2 separate regions of the Canis lupus genome follow, and region 2 is linked to region 1. A link is a contact called in public Hi-C data. All regions are on one chromosome and are shown on one strand. Each heading gives the region's core, a stretch centred on a gene start, on an enhancer-like site or on the middle of the called end of the contact. The rest is flanking DNA. Distances are from core to core; before and after follow the strand shown. Region 1 holds the start of DEPTOR (DEP domain-containing mTOR-interacting protein). Region 2 has its middle 110 kb from the start of TRNAK-UUU.

The links. A called contact is a pair of places that touch in the nucleus more often than the background predicts.
Region 2: a Hi-C map of skin fibroblasts shows a contact between it and region 1, with 4 times the contacts expected there. The contact joins the enhancer-like site here to the promoter of DEPTOR in region 1. A contact is called at or near these places in 3 of 9 Hi-C or Micro-C datasets (amygdala, blood and skin fibroblasts).

What each region holds. Positions count from the first base shown.
Region 1 is chr13:19,241,977-19,248,223 of UU_Cfam_GSD_1.0, forward strand. It overlaps DEPTOR (DEP domain-containing mTOR-interacting protein), which reads left to right and starts at 4,051. Exons shown (of 9, transcript XM_038555411.1): 1 at 4,051-4,358. The coding sequence starts at 4,240. It overlaps LOC111098536 (reticulon-3-like), which reads right to left and starts at 5,185. Exons shown (of 2, transcript XM_038556340.1): 1 at 5,091-5,185. The coding sequence starts at 5,185.
Region 2 is chr13:20,138,074-20,144,083 of UU_Cfam_GSD_1.0, forward strand. No RefSeq gene overlaps it. Among named protein-coding and RNA genes, the nearest start is that of TRNAK-UUU, 110 kb to the right of the region's middle. Within about 2 kb of position 3,153, at least 2 of the 20 cell types and tissues checked have an H3K27ac peak or open chromatin away from gene starts, as enhancers often do.

The sequences.
Region 1 (6,247 bases), core at 2,801-5,300:
AGAAATATCTGGACAGGCTATTATTAAATCATCACTTTGCTTCTATTCACAGAGAATAAAAATCATGGCAGCTGAGGAATAGATAGAGACTCCTATTAACGGTTAAAAAGCAATGGAAACCCTATGATGTCATGAGAAGGCATAGGGAAGAACAACACATCGCTTGAGGGAGGCCAAGAAGTCATCACAGAGAAGGTGGGGTTTGAGTTCACCTTTAAGATCAGATGGGAACAATATTGGTGTATACAAAGAGGCAATAACAATATCCATAGCTACTGTGTTATGAAGCTTCAGAGTTGACAATATTCTTTCACACACTTTATTCAAGTTCATCTTCTCATGTTGCTGCTTACTCTTAACCAGTACTACTAAAAGTTCAGTCGGCCAATGGGTGACCATTACCAATATTGAGAGACATAGAGACAGACATTGAGAGAGATATTTATACCAATTTGACAATTTGCTATCTGTTGACCACAACAATAACACATTTGGTCTGTGTTTTGTCCATTTAAAAATTTCATTTCTATTATACTTTATCAAAATGTCAATCTTCAATGGATTGAAAACACATGCACGCATACATCACAAAAACACCTGGTCTTCATCTACCAAAAGTTTGAGCAGCGCTGGCTTCAGATCGCCAAAACAGCCAGAAGGCATGAAGCAGGTGAGTAGGGCAAGCTAGAAGAAAAAGGCTTACATTTAATAGTTTCCACTTGTAACAAGTGTGCTCATTAAATTTTATTCAGTCCTTCCCAAAACCCAATGGGATTAGTAGTATGGTCTTGATTTTACAAAAGAGAGCAGAAATTAGAGATGATAATGAACTTGCCCCAGCGGAGCCAGGGATCAACCTGAGATCTGTTAGAATTTTCAGCCCTTTTAAGATCTTCATACTCGGTTTAATCACCATGTCAGTGCCCATCCTTCAACCAGCAACACCTATAGACCATGATCTATTCTGGGACAGTTGCTCCTGAGCTCATGGACTCAGCATGGGTGCTCACATGTCCTCAGGAGTCAGAACAATCTTGCCCTAATTTAGGAAAAAGGATCTGTCTTCTGACCCAGTAGAGCATGGTGTGTCTCATATGTCAAAAGAAAGGTTGAAAGGGAGACAGAACATGAGAGACTCCTAACTCTGGGAGACGAACTAGGGGTGGAGGAAGGGGAGGTGGGAGGGGGCTGGGGGTGACTGGGTGATGGGCACTGAGGGGGACACTTGATGGGAAGAGCACTGGGTGTTATTGCATATGTTGGCAAATTGAACACCAATAAAAAATAAATTTACAAAAAAAAAAAAAAGAAATGTAGGTTGAAACAATGACAGCAAACCAGTCTTCACTTCCCATTCACATGTACACACACAGAAAACCCTTCTCATCAAGCAAGAGAATTAAATTCTGCTCTTTCTCACTGGAGCAGTACTAGGTCTTTTCCTGACTTGAATTTTTTTTCCTTATGTTGAGGTGCTTTTTTAAAATCATAAACTTTCATGATAAAAGGTTTTATCATGTTTTTTATCATAAACTATTAAACAAGAAAGTATTTTGCAAAAACCATTTCTTTTTATTTTTCAGATAAAGAAAGTTGCCTAAATGTAAATGAAAAACACAACTAGGGATCCCTGGGTGGCGCAGCGGTTTAGCGCCTGCCTTTGGCCCGGGGCGCGATCCTGGAGACCCGGGATCGAATCCCACGTCGGGCTCCCGGTGCATGGAGCCTGCTTCTCCCTCTGCCTATGTCTCTGCCTCTCTCTCTCTCTGTGTGACTATCATAAGTAAACAAACAAAAAACACAACTAGATTTAAAGGAAGAAAAAAAGACAATCAAGAGTAGTGATGATTTACAATACATAGCCAGAGCTTTTGAATAAAAATGTTGAGCGATAGATAATGAAGAATTTGTAATACCTTAATTTTTTCATTCTGCACTTTCAAAAAGCTTAAAATCATCAAATAAAAGAGAGATTTAGGGTGGCCAGGTCTGTACTTCTCCTTCCTTCATTTTCAAGGCCTACTAATAATTTAAAAATTAGAGATAATGTGAGAAAAGGTGTTTTACCTTGCACCAAAAACTCCTCCTGGAAAGTATCTGACAAGAATTTCTTCTCCTTCTTCTCTTTCCTCCTCTTTTTCCTCCTCCTCCTCCTTCCTTTTCTTCTTATTAAAACCAGTAAAGAGGGATCCCTGGGTGGCTCAGCGGTTTAGTGCCTGCCTTTGGCCCAGGGTGTGATCCTGGAGACCCAGGATCGAGTTCTGCATGGGACTCCCTGCACGGAGCCTGCTTCTGTCTCTGCATCTCTCTCTCTCTCTCCCTATGTCTATCATGAATAAATAAATAAAATATTTAAAAAAATAAAAGCAGTAAAGATATTAAAGAGAACTTTTAAACACATATTATGTACATGAAAGCTTCACACAATGTTATTAAGCCACACAACATCCATATAAGGTAGGAATTATTATTCCTGTCAGGAGATGGAGGCTCTGAGAAGGTAAGCAGCACATTCTATGTTATACAATTAAAACGTAAGTGACAGCCAGCTGTTAAGCTCATTAATTCTGGGACCTCTACTTCTGTTAAATGATTTTTTAAAATATTTTATTTATTTATTCATGAGAGACACAGGAGAGAGAAAGGCAGAGACACAGGCAGAGGGAGAGGGACTCAATCCCGGGACTCCAGGATCAACCCCTGGGCTGAAGGCAGCGCTAAACCGCTGAGCCACCTGGGCCGCCCTGTTAAATGATTTTTATATATTATACAGAATGAAGCTCTTAGAATAACATGCATTTTGAACTATGTCTTGCTTGCTCTACACTTTTGCCATGGTTTATTTTAAAAGTTATAAAAGTTAGATAATTTCTCTTGTGAAAGAATTGCCTAATTGCTATCGTCGAATTTATAAGGGAGTTGGACAATTGTTCTCTTTCTGGAGTATGGTTGAGCATAACCTTGAGAGTCTCCAGACCTAGGGCTCAAGGGCTGCCTAACGGACTTTCTAGGTGTGAAATCTAGGCAGATCACTTCACCTTTGCATGTTTAAGATTTTCCAATTGTATGTTGACAATAATAATACCCAACTCTCAGGGTTTTTGTGAGGATAAAGTAAATAATATAAAGTGCTTAACAACATATAAAGCACACAATAAATGCTCAATGAATTGTTGTAAATTTTAAGTAATGATCTTGTAGAATGTTGGAAAAGGCTACAGTGATCTTTAAAAACAAATGACAAGAAGAAAACACAACAATAAAATACAATAAGCCTGAAGGAGAGTGGGTATAAACAGTTTTGAGTAGAATTGGTATAAAATATACAAAGAAAATCATTTGTTTCTCCACAGCCCTCCCATTTTCATTTTTTATTCTGTAGACTTACAACAAATCTGCAATTAAAAGATTGTCTTTCCATATAGTTTTCACTAAAAGAAAAAAAAATCCCATATACCTGTAAAGGTGCAGAGACGTATATATATATGCAAAAATTGTTAAAAGCTGCATAAAACCTCAACACACAGATACCCCTTTACTCTAATGCAGTAGATGTCAACAAGTGGCAGCCACAATTATCTTTATTTTGCAAAAGAAGAAAATGAAGATGAAGCACATTTTGGTAGGAAATTACAGGCGCGGAGCCGGATCCCAGGTCTGCCTGATTCCCAGGCCCGCGTTCTTTATTGATTACGCTCTGAGGTTAGGAAGCTGCCTCTGGTGCAGGGGGATGGGGACGAGAATGCCTAATTTCACCCACCGCTGCGGTGACGTGTGGATCCTCCAGTGCTCACTATTTAGCTATTTTGCTCGTGTTTTTACTCGGGCCATTTGGAGCACAGACAGGATGATAGCAACACCTTTACGCCTGTCACCTCCTGGCCTGTCCGCAAGGCCCCGCCGCGCGCTCGGAGGGGACGGCCCCGGGCAGGTGGCCGCCGGGGCCCGCAGCCCCCGCCCCGCAGCCCCGGAGCCCCGCCCACATGTTTATATTTTGCTCCCTCGGCCCCGCCCCCGGCCACGCGGGGCTCCAGCCGCCGCCCCCGAAGCCCGAGTCCCAGGGGCGGACCAGCCTCGCGCTCCAGCCCACCCACCGGGATTCCCTCCGCAGCCAATCGCGGCTGAGCCGCCGGCCTGCCCCTAACAAAGATGGCGGGGGAGGCCTCCGTAGGGGCAGGCTGATTTAACACCCAAACCCGCGGCGGCTAAGGAAGACAGTGGGAGCGACGCGGCGCGAGCATGGAGGGCGGCAGCGGGGGCAGCGGCGGCAGCGACGGCAGCACGGGCGGGAGCGGCGGGGCGCAGCAAAGGGAGCTGGAGCGCATGGCTGAGGTCCTGGTCACCGGGGAGCAGCTACGGTAAGGCGCGGGGCGGCGCCGGGGCGCGCCCGGGGGCGCCGCCAGCCCGTGTCGGCAGCAGCCCGGCGCGCACACGCGCTGGCTCGGGCGGGCGGTGCGCCCCTGCCCGGCTGCTGCAGCCCGGCGCCCTGCGGTCTGCACGCGCGCAGGGGAGCGGGGGTGCGCGCTGCGCCTCGGCCGCCGCTGCAGCCCTGCGCCCCGCGCGCGCTCCGCCGGGCACCTGCGCGCTGCCGGGCCTCCGGGCTGCCGGCCGACCCCTCGGGCGTCGGGAGGGCGAGGGGCTGGGTGTGCGCCCCAGGCGCTGCAGCCCTCCAGCCTCCTCGACGAGAGGGCCAACCCGGCCATTGCCTCCACTCGGGGCTTTCCACTTGGCCGGCAAGCCCCGCTGCGCTCCTCCGACCCTCGGCGTTTGCATCTGTAAAATGAGGCTGATCGCCCGGACCCCCTTGACGGGGCGTTGTGTGTGTGTGTGTGTCGGGGGGGGCGCTAAACCCCAGGTTCGGAAAAACACCCAGCACTAAATCGGCACGGCCTCCTCCGTCGTCGGCCGGTCCGCGAGGGGGCGTGGAGGCACCCTGTCCCGGCGCCCTGCAGCCCCGCCAGCTCCGCCAGCGCACAGGTTTTGCAGAGCAGAGTCCACAGGCCCCGGGCTGCTGCAGGAATTAGGAAGCGACCGGCCTCACCGCACCCGGGACAGGCAGTGAACCCCAGATCCCAGCCCCCTCCCCTTACCGATTCGCATCCCATCCTGGCCATCCTTGGATTGGTGTTTGAGTAATGGACTTCTGCGGTCTGACCAGTTCCGCAGCTGCCCGTCGTACGGTCATAAATCAGTTTGCCGTGGGCTGGGGGGGGGGGGGGGGGACTGGCTCTGAAGCCAGTTTGAGCTGCAACTTGCGTGCCGGCCCCTGGCCCAGCTGGAACGGGGCGCGTGCCCGTTCCTTCTGAAGCTTGGCCCGAATCTCCAGGCTCATTTTGGTTTCTAGACGCTCAGTTTCGGGACCTGAAGGAGAGGTCATCTTTGCAAAGGGTCTATGAAGGTTTAGTAACCACTTTGCTTGCAGCAGTTACATTGAGGAAGTAAATGTTGGAAGTTAGGGTTTGTTGAGTTTAACGTTATAGAAGGCAAATTGCACTCTTCAATCCCTCAATGATTTTTAAATGCGTAATCAAAATTAAAGGGAATAAAGGCTTGCTTTTCCTTCATCAAGAGTATTTTCTCATTGAATAAAAATTGAAAGCTTTCCTGATTCAATCTGAAACATTTGCTTTTTAATAATTTATTTGCTTCTCATTACTGTATCCTCTTTTTTGAAGACCTCAGTTGGGTACTTTTCATTTTTTTTTTTTAAGAAAGATTCATTTATTTATTTGAGAGGAGGAGAGGGGCAAAGGGAGAGAGAAAACAGACTCCTCGCTGAGAGCCAACCAGTCTCACCACCCTGAGATCACGACTTGAGCCAAAACCAAGAGTCAGACAACCAACTGGGCCACCCAGGCGCCCTGCATTTCTTTTAAAATAACAAACTGCATGGTGCCTCTCTTTGACCAGTAAGCACGTAAGCCCTCAAGAGGCAACTTGAATGCCCCTTCTTTGGAGGGTCTTCAGTTGTTATTCCCCTCTTCCTGTACTGCAGTAGGGTTGAGGGCCACGCTTAGCTTGGTGGAAAGAAGAAAGGAGGCTCTCTCTCTTTCACTCAAGAGTTAGACCTGGGTTTGATTTTCTGCTTAGCCACTTTGTAGCCAGTGGTCACCCTTAAGTTTCCAAGACAGCTGCTAGAGTGAGTCCTGGGTTTGCCCTTTACAGAAGCTTGAGACCATGAACAAGTTACTTAACTACGAATGCTGGGTAATAATGGAACCCACCTCCTAGTGTTATGAGGATTAGA
Region 2 (6,010 bases), core at 1,903-4,402, 900 kb after region 1:
AGGAAGGAAGGACCCCAGCTCACAGCTGGAGCTGAGCTCCTAGACAACAGTCAATGCTAATTAGCCATGTGAGTGAACCGTCTTGGAAATAGATCTTCCAGCCCTTATTTGAGTCTCCCAAGCCAATGTCACATGGACCAGAGATGAGCTGTTCCTACTGAGCCATGCTCAAATTGCAGATTTATGAAGAATATAAATGATTGTGATTGCCGTAAGCCACTGTTTTGGGTAATCTGTTATATGGCAATATATAACTAGAATTTCTAGTACAGTATTTTTGATGCCATACACATTTCACAGGTATTTGTAAATTGGCTAGTGTTCTTAATTTCCCTGTAGACCTTCTTTCTGGGCACATTAATCCAGTTCTTTAAACAAATCTTGGACTCATCTGTCTTAAGACTTGGATTAAAGCTATTCCTTCTGCCGTGGATTGCCTCCCTACCTTCCTTATACCTGCTAGAGTCTTATGCTTCTGAAAAAATTGCAGTGAATCTTCCTTGCTTCCTCTCCTCCCCTCTGTCCTTTTTAATAAATATGCTGTGAACTTCTATAAGCCCAGGATATCATATAGAACAATATAGGCGAAATCCCCAATCTCTCTGGAGCTTTATATTCCAATAGGTATCCAGTCAATACATAAATGCGTTATTTTAAAATTACAGAGTTGATTAGTACCTTAAAGGAATTAACCAGTGTGCAGTAATAGAGAATAACAGTGGGGGTAGGAGGAGCCCTGAAAGGGTCCTATTTTAGATGGAGTGTTTAGGGAAATCTCTCTGAGGAGGTGATATTTGAGATCTGGAGAGTAAAAATATACCAGTCAGGAGGGAAAGACAATGGCATTTTGGGCAGAGAAAACAGCAAATACAAAGTCTTCAGTTGGAATAGAAATATTTTCTGTCAGATGAAATAAAGGAGGCATTTATAGTTGCAGAATAATGAGTAGGAAGAAATGCCTCAGGAAAGTGGGGAAAATGAGCAGGCACCAGGTCATGCATACCTAGAACCATGGTAAGGAATTTCGATTTAATTCTAAATACAATTGATAATTATTGAAGGACTTTAAGGTAGGGGAGTGCCATGGTTTGGCTGGCATTTTAAGGTTACTGTTGCTGTTGTGCATGGAACAGAGGATAGGTTGGCAGGAAGAGGTGCAGGTGTAGAGAAACCACATACAAGATGATGGTGCCTTGAATTAGGGTGGTAGTAGTAGATGTATATAAAAAATGCAGGTACTGGAATAAAATTTGTGATTATAACTCACAGGACTTGCTGTTGACTTACATATGGGGGCCAAAGGGAGAAAAGAATTTCTGGTTTCAGTAAATGTGCTTTATTGTAATGAGGATTCATGGAAAGTTTAGCAGGAGACTGTGTGCTCCAATTTCTTCCTGCAAGAAACCTCTCTAAATACCTCCTGATTGAATTAATCTCTTCATGCTCTGTGTTTTCATGGCCTGATGGTTTTGACTCTTACAAGGAAATGACATAAGGTATGGGTGAAAAGCATAACGACTTTGGGGCTTGAATTGATATGAATTGATCTGGGGCTCATCTCTACTTTATATGAAATGTATGACTTGGATAAGTCCATTCAACAATGTGGCCTCAATTTTTTCAGAGTAGGTAATGTCAGTATTACAGGTTTGTTGGGTTAATTAAATGAAATATTGGAAGATAGACTTTAGGAAAGGTAAGGAAAAAAATCTGGCTTCAGATTCAGGGGAGGGATACTTAATCATTAACTATATATCATATTAATGGAGCACATTCCATGTGCCAGACACATTCCAGGTGTTTTACTCTTTCTAATACCCTTGTGACTTAGTTACTTTTGTTATCCCTCCTCTACAAGTGGATAAATACAAGCATGAAGAGCTCAAAAATATACCCGAGGTCATAATGCAACATTTAACTTTTATAGATTTGTTTTTCTATGCTTATGTTTCTTCCTATGGCTCTCATACAGTAGGGATTGTGTGTGTCTTGCTCACAAACATCTTCCCATCCCCATCACTCTGAAGAAAGTAAATTCATATATGCCGAGTGAGTGAACCTTCAGGCATTGACTCAGATGTCAAAGTTTGTGTCTTGACAAGAGGGAGATGGGAGTTATGAAGTGCTGGCTTTATTTGAGTGGGACCACACACCTGAGCTCAGAGTGTCCTAAGCCAGGCAAACTTGGGAAGCTGGTCAGCTTCACAGTGAGATCAGACCCACATGGTTAACCACTGCTACTCAGCCCATAGTGCAATAATATTGTGGCTAATTTGCTTGAGCTGTTTGGTTTCAGAAGCTTAGCAATGGCACAATAAAACCTTTATTAACAGGACTACACGGGGCACAGCATATTCCAACTACTGAGGCGGAAAAGAAAGCTCCTTTGTTTAAACTCTCTTGGAAAATATCTATAAAATGCAGTGGCTGTCTGTTCTGCCTTGGTAAGGACTCTGCAGTTGAATATGATTTGTGTCTTGAAATTGAAAAGCTGATGATCCTCATATCTTACAGTGTTTTTGGTCTTTATCCGAAACATGATTATTTTAGGGAGGAGAATGTGGGAGGACATTGGGCTAAAAGTATTCTGAGACAAGGCCCTGCCTTGAGAGACTCGTTTTATTTGTTTTATTTTATTTTTTAAAAAGATTTGATTTATTTATTCATGAGAGACACACAGAGAGAGGCAGAGGCATAGGCAGAGGGAGAAGCAGGCTCCCTGCGGGGAGCCTGATGCGGGACTGGATCCCAGGACCCTTGGATCATGATCTGAGCCAATGGCAGATACTCAACCACTGAGCCACCCAGTTGTCCAAAGTAACTCATTTTAAAATGACATAATGGTGTGGACTAATTATCCCTCAGAATTGACTTTTGCTCTTACAAAAAATAGAGTGATGGAAGAAGGGAAACTAGTGAAAGATTCTGGCCAAAGTCCTAAGGTTTCCTTCAAATCTCAGCTTAATTTCTTCTCTTAAAAGACCATAATTTTTGCTTAGAACTGTGCTTGCTCTGTTTGGTTTTAGTATGTGTAACTTTTCACTGGTCTGGAAGAAGTGGGGAGCCACTGATGAGGGAAGGGTCAAGAATAGATTGTTCTGTATCCTTCCAAGAGTCTTCAGTGGCTTAACCCTGGAAGCAAAGTACACTGTGATAGAAGGGGACATGATGTGATTTTTAGCAGGCACTGAGAAGGTCCTTTTGCCAAAAATAGACCCACCTGCTTGTGGATGTCTGGCATTCCTTGGACTGGGGACAGTGCCAGAAAGGCCAGCTGTTCCCTCAGATACTCTTCCCACAAGCTGGCTGAGACCTGAAATTCCAGCCTTGAACTTAAGGCTTAATTTTCCTCTACAATCTACCCTGCTCCCTCCCTCAACTCTAAAATAAAGGTGTTAGCAGATACTTACTGCCACATGAACCATTCCTACTTGTGCAAAGAAGAGGAATTATGGCAGTAGGAGAATCCTGTCTCTCCCCCACCCTTACCTAACTCTGTAACTTTGGTCAAGTCCTTAACTGCTTATGCAGCCATTTCTCTTCTATGAAATAAGAGTAAGCCAAACTGGCTGGACTCTTGGGAGGGCTAAATAAGATGAATGTAGAGCACTAATTCGCAAAAGGTTAGAAACAACCCTAATGTCTGTCAAAGAGAGACCAGTTAAATAACCTTCGGAGCATTCACAATATGTCATAGTAGGCAGCCGTGGAAAGTAGTAGGGAAGATTTCTATGTACTGACACAGGACAGCCACAAGACATTGTTTTTTTTTTTTTTTTTTTTTAAATTTTTTATTTATTTATGATAGTCATACAGAGAGAAAGAGAGAGAGAGCCAGAGACACAGGCAGAGGGAGAAGCAGGCTCCATGCACCGGGAGCCCGACATGGGATTCGATCCCGGGTCTCCAGGATCACGCCCTGGGCCAAAGGCAGGCGCCAAACCGCTGCGCCACCCAGGGATCCCGAAGACATTGTTAAGTAACAAAAACAAAATGTAGCAGAGCGCTTCGAGTATGTTACAGTTAAGAAAGGAAGAGAAGTAATATATTCATATTTATTTAGAATTTCAAAAGCAGAATAAACACAAAGTTAATAAAAAATGGGGTGGTGGGAACAGAGAAATAGGAGACATGATGAGGATTGCTTCTTTACAAACTTTTTTTTTTTCTGACTTTGGAATTATGTAAATATTTTACGTAAAAAAACAAAGTTAAATCAAAGAAGAAAACACACCAAAATATTGAGAATCCTAAAAATTAAAAAAAGAAATAAAACAATTCTAAATAAATTTTTTAAAAACCCTAACTTTATAGCAATTCATGGTATAATATCAAGAATTATTGCAAATGGCTTTAAAACACATATTTTGATTGTATATCCCTAGGGATATATCCTAACGACAAAAAAAGTGTAAAGACATCTTAGATTGAATTCTTTTGGCTGGTTGTTAGTGGTAATATTTACATTATTATTTTGAATAGTATTATAAAGAGTACAATAAACTGACCAACTCATTAAGTTAATATCTTTAGGAGATAAAATTTTCAGAGTGAGAAAAGGATATACTTAGAATAAAATATTGTAAAAATTACAATAAACATTCTGTAATCTTTGATTTGAATTAGAAATATCAGTTTGAATTATGATTTCTTTCTTTCTAAAAACTACACATTTCTTAGTTCTGCCCACTGAAAAAGCTTAGAAGCATGACTAACTCACTTTTAATTATCATTCCACACAAAGCTATAATATCTGAGTAACATTTCCTTTGTGAGGGAACCAGGGCTCCTGGGAGAAATGGCCAATTCTAGTTCTGGGGCAAGAAATGTTTGAGTTGAGCTTGACACATATGGTTATGTCCCAAAGCAAGATTATATGAGCCAACTTGAAGGACCTCCCACTGGCCAAATTTGGGAAGAATATAAAAGCAAATAATGACTACAACATATTGAAATACATGAACTATGTGAAATCTACAAGTTCATTTGAAGGTTGGGTAATACCAGCTCAGTATTTTGAAAATAAGTGAAAGGAAAGAATTAAGCATTTATCCTGCCTTTTTGTTTTGTTGTTGTCTATTTGTTTCAGGTAATCAAACAATTATTGAGGGAAAATTCTTTAGTGAGGAATTCTAGCTAATAAATGGGGGAGGAATGATAGAACTAAAAAAAATCTCCATTCTGGGCTCCTGGGTGGTGTGGTTGGTTAAGTATGGGACTCTTGGTTTTAGCTCAGGTCATGATCTCAGGGTGGTGGGATTAAACCCCATGTTGGGCATGGAGACTGCTTGAGATTCTCTCTCCCTCTCCTTCTGCTCCTTCCTCATCCACTCGTGTGCACATGCATGTGCTCTCTCTCTCAAAAAACAAACAAACAAACAAAACAAAAAACAACAAACAAACAAACAAAAAAACAAAACCAACTCCATTCTGGGTAATAATCATTTTGCAATATATAAATGTATCGAATTAACATGTTGTATCCTTTAAACTTACACAATCTTGTATGTCAATATATCTCAGTAAAGCTGGGAAAGAACCATCCTTTCTGCTAACTCAAATGAAATAGAGTCTTGGTAACCGTCATCAGTGCCAAACCATTAAGTGAAAACTAATCAGAAAATTTACAATGGAAGTAGCCCTGTGATGCTCAAACCAAAACAAACAGCAGGTAGGTTCACTATGAGGAGGGACAGGTAGTAGGACCAAGATGCATTTCTCCACTGTAAACACAGACAGTAGCTGCCCAATTGCCATGGGTGGAAGGGAGGGGGGCTGTTGCAGACTTGTGGTCTGGGTTTGGCTTTGAGTAGGACCCACATTTCTCCAACTCCCACTCCTTTGATCCCTTCTATCAGCTAAAAAGTTTGGGGAATCACCCGTGGGAGTGCAGAATTCAGAGCTCTCAGCCTGTGGTCCTGAATGTCTTCTTACTTTGCCTTGTCTGCCACCCTGGAGGAGGAGTCTTGGCCTTGGGGCCTGTAGTCCTTTACTCCTTCCTATTTGTGGA